Regions from separate parts of the Rattus norvegicus genome. Here region 2 is linked to region 1. A link is a contact called in public Hi-C data. All regions are on one chromosome and are shown on one strand. Each heading gives the region's core, a stretch centred on a gene start, on an enhancer-like site or on the middle of the called end of the contact. The rest is flanking DNA. Distances are from core to core; before and after follow the strand shown.

Region 1 (3,417 bases), core at 561-3,060:
CATTTAGAATTGATCGCACAAAACCGTTTTAAATCAGGTAGCTGCAAAATGTGGGCCCATTTTAAAGTAGAGCATTGGATGGGATAACGGTGGGAAGTGAATCAAAATCAGTTTGAATTACCAAACATCCTTCCCTACAACACACATAATCTTTCAGGAAAACTAGCTTACAAACGGGGGAACCCCTCAAGCACACATACTCTACTGACCCCTGGAAGTCTTGAATAAAACTAAGGTTCCCCTCTACAGGTGGTGGGTGTTAAAATGAATCAAGAAGACCAGTGCAGTGGCGTACACCTTTAATCCCATCACTTTAACGGGCCAAGACAGGTATTGCTCTAAGTTCGGGGCCAGCCTCTACATACAGTATTTCAGGACAGCCAGGGCTACATAAAGACTCCCTGTCTCAAAACAAAAATCAGAAACCTCAAAAACCTGTTGATCACAGAGTCAACACCAGTCCTGAGGGAAGGCCAGGAGCAGCCACCCACCGGAGCCCCACTTACTCGTCACCGTCGGGACACAGGCCGGTGGCCTCATCGTACTTGGAACAGTAAACGTCCGGGCTGTAGTTGAAGGTGCCATCGCGTCGTCGGAGCGGTCTGCGCCGACGCTGATTTAGGAAATGCCAATGGAAACAGGTGAACGGCCTGTGCTGGCTGCACTTATGCTGCAAAAACAGGGAGCACTGCTCTGTCCTAAACTCCTTTAGATACCTAAAAAGACAAACAGCGTTGCGGGCCGCAGCCGCCGCCGGCTGGAGGCCCCTGGGATGCGGCGGGGCAGGGTCCCAGACGCGAAGCCCCACCCCCACCCCGAGTCCATCTGACTGCCAAGGACCGGTACCCTCCTTTTTTCAAAGCACTCCGGGTGTCACTCCCCAACTCGGAGGCCAGGTGACTCCAGACAGCCAGACAGACTTTCCGCTCCCTGACCCCAAATACCACTTCCCAGTCCCCAGATAAGGAAGGTTCCCCGGACACGAGGCATAGAACTCCTCCTAGCAGGCCACCCCCAACTCTGATCCCAGGTAACTCCATAAAACTACACTCTATTCTCCGCCCCCTTCTAGTCCCTGACCCCTGGAGCCACCTCTGAATCCTCAGTCCCGGTCTCCCAACTCCTGCTGGACTGCCTTCACAGGTTCCAGATGGACTGCAAGCGCCACCCGCCCACACCAGGCGCAACCCCTCTTCTGCGCCGCAGAAACGACCCCCAGGCTCACAACCCAGGCCGCCGCTGGACTCTAGGTGCGGCTCCGCCCCCAACCCAGAGATCACCCCAGACCCCGGGCACCGCCTCTCAACCTCAGGCGGCGACTGCCCGAGTCCGGATGGCCGTGCGCCCACCTCCAGCCCAGGCGCGGCCCTGAGCTACAAACGCAGGCGCTGTTTCCCAGACTCCAGTCTGGCGCGTGGGGTCGCCTGAGACCAGGAGCAAGTCCAGCCCCCAACCCAGGGGTCACAGAAGACCCTGGGCGCTGCCACTCCACCTTAGGCGGCGTCCCGAGCCCTGACGGCGTGACCCACAAGGGCTGGCGGCGGGGGCGCGGGCGGGGCGCACCCTCAGCGGCGACACCCGGGCCCGTGGCGCGCGCGGGCCGCTGCTCTGCGCCGCAGCGCCCAGAAGGCCACGGACCGCAGCCCAGGCACTGACCTGTAGTGGGTTGGTTTCTCGGTCTGCGGGGGGGACCCGCTCAGCGCCGCCGCCGCAGCTTTCGAAACCGACGGCATTTTCAGTCAAAACAATGCAGCGCGCATGCGCCGCGCCGGCGCCCCCGGATCTCCCCCCCGCTCCGAGCCCCCTGCGCCCCCCGCCGCGCCGGCCACACCCCCAAGCACGCCGCGCCGGCCACGCCCCCGTCGACCCCTCGCCCACGCGCGCTGTACGACGGGGGTGACACACAGCATCTGCCGGCCCACCACGGCAGCAAGTTACAGGCGTGAAGCGGGACACGCCCGTTGGTGTAGAGTCCCCATGAGGGCCTCTGGGTCCTGGGCTGTTGTTGGACACAGGTTTCTTTTAGCTGGAAAACGTCTATAATTAGACTGTGGGGATGGTCGCCCCTGTATTAAATGTGTAAATTTAAGGATGACCCGAGTGTGAATTCTGTTGAGCCACTTTTCAAAAAAACACAATGAGGCTGCCAGAAGGGTAAAGGAGGTACAGGGTGATCAGGAACCGGAGTGATCTGGGAGCAACAGAATGCTGAATGCACGTGGGGGGCGGGGCTCAGAAGTGCTAGGATGAAATTGAGAGAACCCAGGGCTAGCATTCACTAGTGTGTAACTGTGTGGCATGAGACATTGTAAATGCAAGAAAAGTGATCACAGCTCCTCAGCCAACAGCGGGGTGCTCTGAGGGATAAAGTCTGGGCAGCAGGGCTGAAAGTGTTCTGAGAGGAAAGTGTTCTGAGGGGAATGTTCAGAAAGGAGGATTACAAAAAAAAAAAAATCTATTCCATTTCCACGAACACGATCTAAAATATGCATAGAGCTGTATTTGTAAGCTCTATTTTATAAGCTATATTTTAAAATACTAATAAGGTAAAATTACACTCGCTGGTAGGATTACTGACTTCTTCATAGGACATTTTGTAGGCAACTTGAATTGTTGACAACTTTTGGGAGTTTGGTTTGAGTGCTAGAGATAGAACCCAGAGCCTGTGCATGCTAGCCACTCACTCTACCACTGAGCTTTATCCCTGGCCCACAAACCCTGAAATTAACTTATTTTAAAGGACTTGTTTTAGTGGTTGTGAAGCATGTGGACATGAGTTGTAGACTAGTCCCAGCAAACAGGAACGCTGTCTTTTCAAAGATCAAACAGAAGAATGAGCGAGCAGGGAAGGGCAGACAGGGACATCTATAGAAGAATAAACAAGTCTCGGACTGTGGAGGAGTGGAAAGTGAAAACTAGTTCAATCCCGCCCCCCTCCCCAACTCCAGCTTGGAGTGACACACGAGACGACCTAAGGAACCTTCAGACAGCAGAGGTGGCTCCATAGGTGTGACAGAGCACATGGCAGTGATGGTGGAACTGAACCACCTTTACTGTGGGCATGAGGGAAGGTGCCTCAAGCCCCTTACCACCCATCAAAGGTGTGTGTAGTCCTCCAACGACACCACCTGTGACACCCACAAAAGGACCAGAAGTGTTCTTTTTATCGAAGCTGTTACTCAAGGGCTAGGGCTTAAAACAAAACTGACAGGATTTTTCCTGTGTGTAATAGCTCACTTTTGGGGGGGGGGGGGGAGAAACTACTCAACACTACTGATAACTTCCCATTTTTTTTTCTTTTTTTCGGAGCTGGGGACCGAACCCAGGGCCTTGCGTTTGCTAGGCAAGCGCTCTACCACTGAGCTAAATTCCCAACCCCATAACTTCCCATTTTTAAGAACTTACAAAAAGTGGCTG
Region 2 (3,417 bases), core at 357-2,856, 34 kb before region 1:
TCTCCAAGTCCTGTGTGCTGATCCTCTAATCTGAACAGAGCAGGCCAAAGTAGGCAGACTGAGGATATGCTCCCACCCTTGGATAAAGCAACTGCCCTACCCTCCTCTGTTGTTTCCAGCACAGGAGTCCAACCTGAAGCCTGGGAAAGCTAAGTGAGAGACAGCTCTGCAGCTCTAGTGCCCCTGGTAAAGTTGGAAAAACTCGTTTTGAAAAACTAAGGGGCAAAGAAAGGCATGGAGTGGGAACCTGTCTTCCGTGGTCGGGGTCTCTGTGACCCCTCGGAGCCCGAGGTGCTAAGGGGGCCCGACATTACACAGTACATACAGCTCAGGACCGCACTGCAATCAACCCTTACTGAAGTTTAGCACAGGGTGTGAGCCACTACCCTGGAGCCCAGCAAGATATCAACAAAAAGGGGATGTCTGGGGAAGCCTCTGGGCCTGTCCACCTTAATTCAGAGCCCAGGATGTCAAGGGGCTACCCCACCCATCCCACGCCCTAGTCCACCAGGCTCTTCTCTCCAACCTCACTAATGCTCCAGATGATTACACCGGTACTCCTGAATGGTGCTTAAAAAGAAGAACCAACTCAGAAAAAGACAGAAATCTAGGTGAGCCTCCTCCTTACATAAACTGCAGTGTTTGAAGGCCAGGTTGTGCCTCCTGACCCAGAACAAGCTCCACCAAACGACCCGAAGCCACCTGGACCTCAGCAGCAGCAGCAAAGACCTCATATTGTCCTAGGCATCACCAGCTCCCAATATGACACAGCACATTCAAAAGGTGCTGCTGTCCTCTAGGGTCAGGGATACATGAAGTGACAAACCACACGGAGTGCAAGAAGGACTTAAAGGCCACACAGGATGGGAACCTTCTCTATCTGCAGTTACTGAACAGAGGAGCACCAACAACCATTGTGTCTGTACTCTGAACTGGGATAGTTAGAGGAACTGGGGGAACCAGTCCACAAGGGAGAAGAAACACAAGCCGCAGGGGCCCACAGGGCCCTGGGTAAGCAGCACCAACAAAAATTAAAAGCAGGCAAATTAGTTAATCTCCTTCTGCAGCCTGAAAAATTCAGCACAGATCTCATGATCTCACTGTCAAAGAGGTACATGGTTTCTGGGGAACATGCACCCCGATGGACATGCATTTTGAAGGAAAATGACCTGATGGGATGCGCACCAAGACCTTCACCTGGGCAGAGGTGCACTTACAAGGAAAACCACCTGGGGTTGCTTCACCTGGGGGTACGCTGGCCGACCAGGATGATCTCAGAGGGAGACGCGCGTCAAGGGGGGACCACTTGAGTAGATGAGCGCTAAGGGAAACACCACCTGGGAGGATGTAAGTACAGGACCCCTGGGGAACCCGCGCCGGAGGTGGGGGAGGACGCACACCTGGGAAGGAGGGAGGACGCATGCTCGTTCCAAAGCGCCGAGAAATGACGACCCACAACTTGGTGCTGGGCTGACGCGAGACCGGGATCTGCCGCAGCCACTGTCAATGCTGACTCATATCCTCCGCAGCCCCGGCCGGCTGTCTGTCACTGAGGATTCAAACCTGCCTGGTTCGCGCTCCGCCTTCGCCAGCCGCTGGCCCCGCCCACTCACGCTTTGCACCCTGCCCCGGAGCACTAGGCCACTCCCCCTGCCTGCCAAGGTGTGCAAGAGCAGACAGGTTTCGGCTGAAAGCCTGACTCACAAAGAGGGGGAGGGGCGGGGCGCGCAGAGGGTGCGGGGTGGGGGCGAAGTGCCGGGGCGAGCGGTGGGGAGGGTGAGTCCTCCGTAGTCAAGAACTGGAGACAGGCTCACACTGACTACTAGAAGCCAGGGTGCTGTCCCTGCACCTCTTAAATGTGCAGGCCCTGCACTTGGCTTCATTTAAATGAAAGGAAACTGCCCCACAAAGACAATGCCCTCAAGTCTACCCACCCCCTAGCTCCAGCCCTCTAAAACTGGAAGGAAAAAAAAAAGAGGGAGGGCCAACCCCATGGGGTTGGAGCATGTGGGTCAGATGGAGGCAAGGACTGAACGCCTAGGAGCCACGGATTGGCATCACAGGGAAGAGAGCCCACTGACTTCTTGTGTCAGGCAATGCTGAGGATGGGGACCTTACAGAAGAGAATGGTTCGAGACAGGAAGGGTACTGATATAAAAGTCATCCTCCTGCCCCAGCTTCTCAAGCACTGAGATAACAGTACTATGACTAGATTCACATATGACTTCAGCTAGCAGGGTCCAGGGGATTTGCAGTGAAGAATGTTCAGTATTTTAACCAGGAAGCAGCAAGTACAATAAACTGTAAATAAAAATGGGTACCCAGCAGACTGAGGCCTTGGGTGCTGTCCCCAGACATGCAAAACAAATAAAAAGTGCATCTTCCAACTTTCTGACTGTGTGGCTGAGGCCGTTCATCACACATTAGGTAATGGCTAGGAGAATTACTGGAGCTATGCTAAGTCAGTGTGAAACACCTGACTCTTTCAGTGTCCGTGGCACCTGGGCGCTTGCTCAGGGCTGGGGTCTAACTTCCCCTCAACACTCTTCTGCTCCATGTCCTCCTCACCATTGCTACTTTCACGACATAAAACCAGAAGCAGAAGGCTGGCAGGTCCTGAGGCCAGCAGGATTCTCAGAGTATCGAGGAGTCTTGAAGGGTGGGCAAGCACCCCCTGCAGCAGGACAGCCTCTAGATCCAGACGTGGGTCCATCTGTGATAATCTTTCAGACTCAGCACCCACAAAACTTCCCTCCCTCTCCCTGAATCCGACAGCAGAGACAGGGAAGTGGTGCTTCCTACCGCCTCCATGGCCTCCTGATGCTGGATAAGCCTGAATTCTAGAGGGTTCTTTAGAAAGCGAGACAAACCCACACAGGACCCCCGTGGAACTCAGGTCTCCCAGTGGAGGAGATCACACTGGCCACAAGATTATGCAGTGACTTATGGAAGAGACAGAGTCTACCCTGAGTGAGATCAAGGTGGGAAAGGCACTGAGGGCACACACTGCAGCCCACAATTCCTCCTTAGGCAGCTGTGGTGCTGAGCCCGCCCACAGTGCTTTCCCAGAAGCCTCTGCAGCACATCTCCAGCTCTAAGATTCCCCAGTAGTCCTCATGTAGGACAGAACTCTTTAATGTCCCTTGAGGATGGTGAAGGGAACTCTCTGCCAGCACCGGGGCGTCATTCCCAACCTGCATCCAATGTAGGACTCTAGCTGGCCTACATGGATAGAGCGCATGCTACCTTGTGGGATGCCGAGTAACATCAGTATGTCCTCTGGGTAGGGCTTTCCACTTTGCTACTTGTATGTCAATATGGACTCCTGTATTCTGTCTGAGTCCCTAGGCAGCATAACCTTCCCAAAGCTACAGGGCTTATCTTCCTAGTTCCATGGCTCTAAAACCACCACAAATG

What was found. Hi-C and Micro-C count contacts between places; a contact is called where the count stands out from the background.
Region 2: a Hi-C map of kidney shows a contact between it and region 1, with 2.0 times the contacts expected there. The contact joins the enhancer-like site here to the promoter of Unkl in region 1. A contact is called at or near these places in 3 of 12 Hi-C or Micro-C datasets (the A7r5 cell line, kidney and liver).

What each region holds. Positions count from the first base shown.
Region 1 is chr10:14,709,020-14,712,436 of GRCr8, reverse strand. It overlaps Unkl (unk like zinc finger), which reads right to left and starts at 1,810. Exons shown (of 15, transcript XM_063270091.1): 1 at 1,657-1,810; 2 at 507-716. The coding sequence starts at 1,733. It overlaps LOC120095050 (a long non-coding RNA gene), which reads left to right and starts at 642. Exons shown (of 2, transcript XR_005490059.2): 1 at 642-1,030; 2 at 1,144-2,089.
Region 2 is chr10:14,742,915-14,746,331 of GRCr8, reverse strand. The region is part of intron 10 of Unkl (unk like zinc finger); the gene reads right to left. Among named protein-coding and RNA genes, the nearest start is that of Gnptg, 17 kb to the left of the region's middle. Within about 2 kb of position 1,606, at least 61 of the 93 cell types and tissues checked have an H3K27ac peak or open chromatin away from gene starts, as enhancers often do. A contact at or near this core is called in kidney and liver, where this site is marked.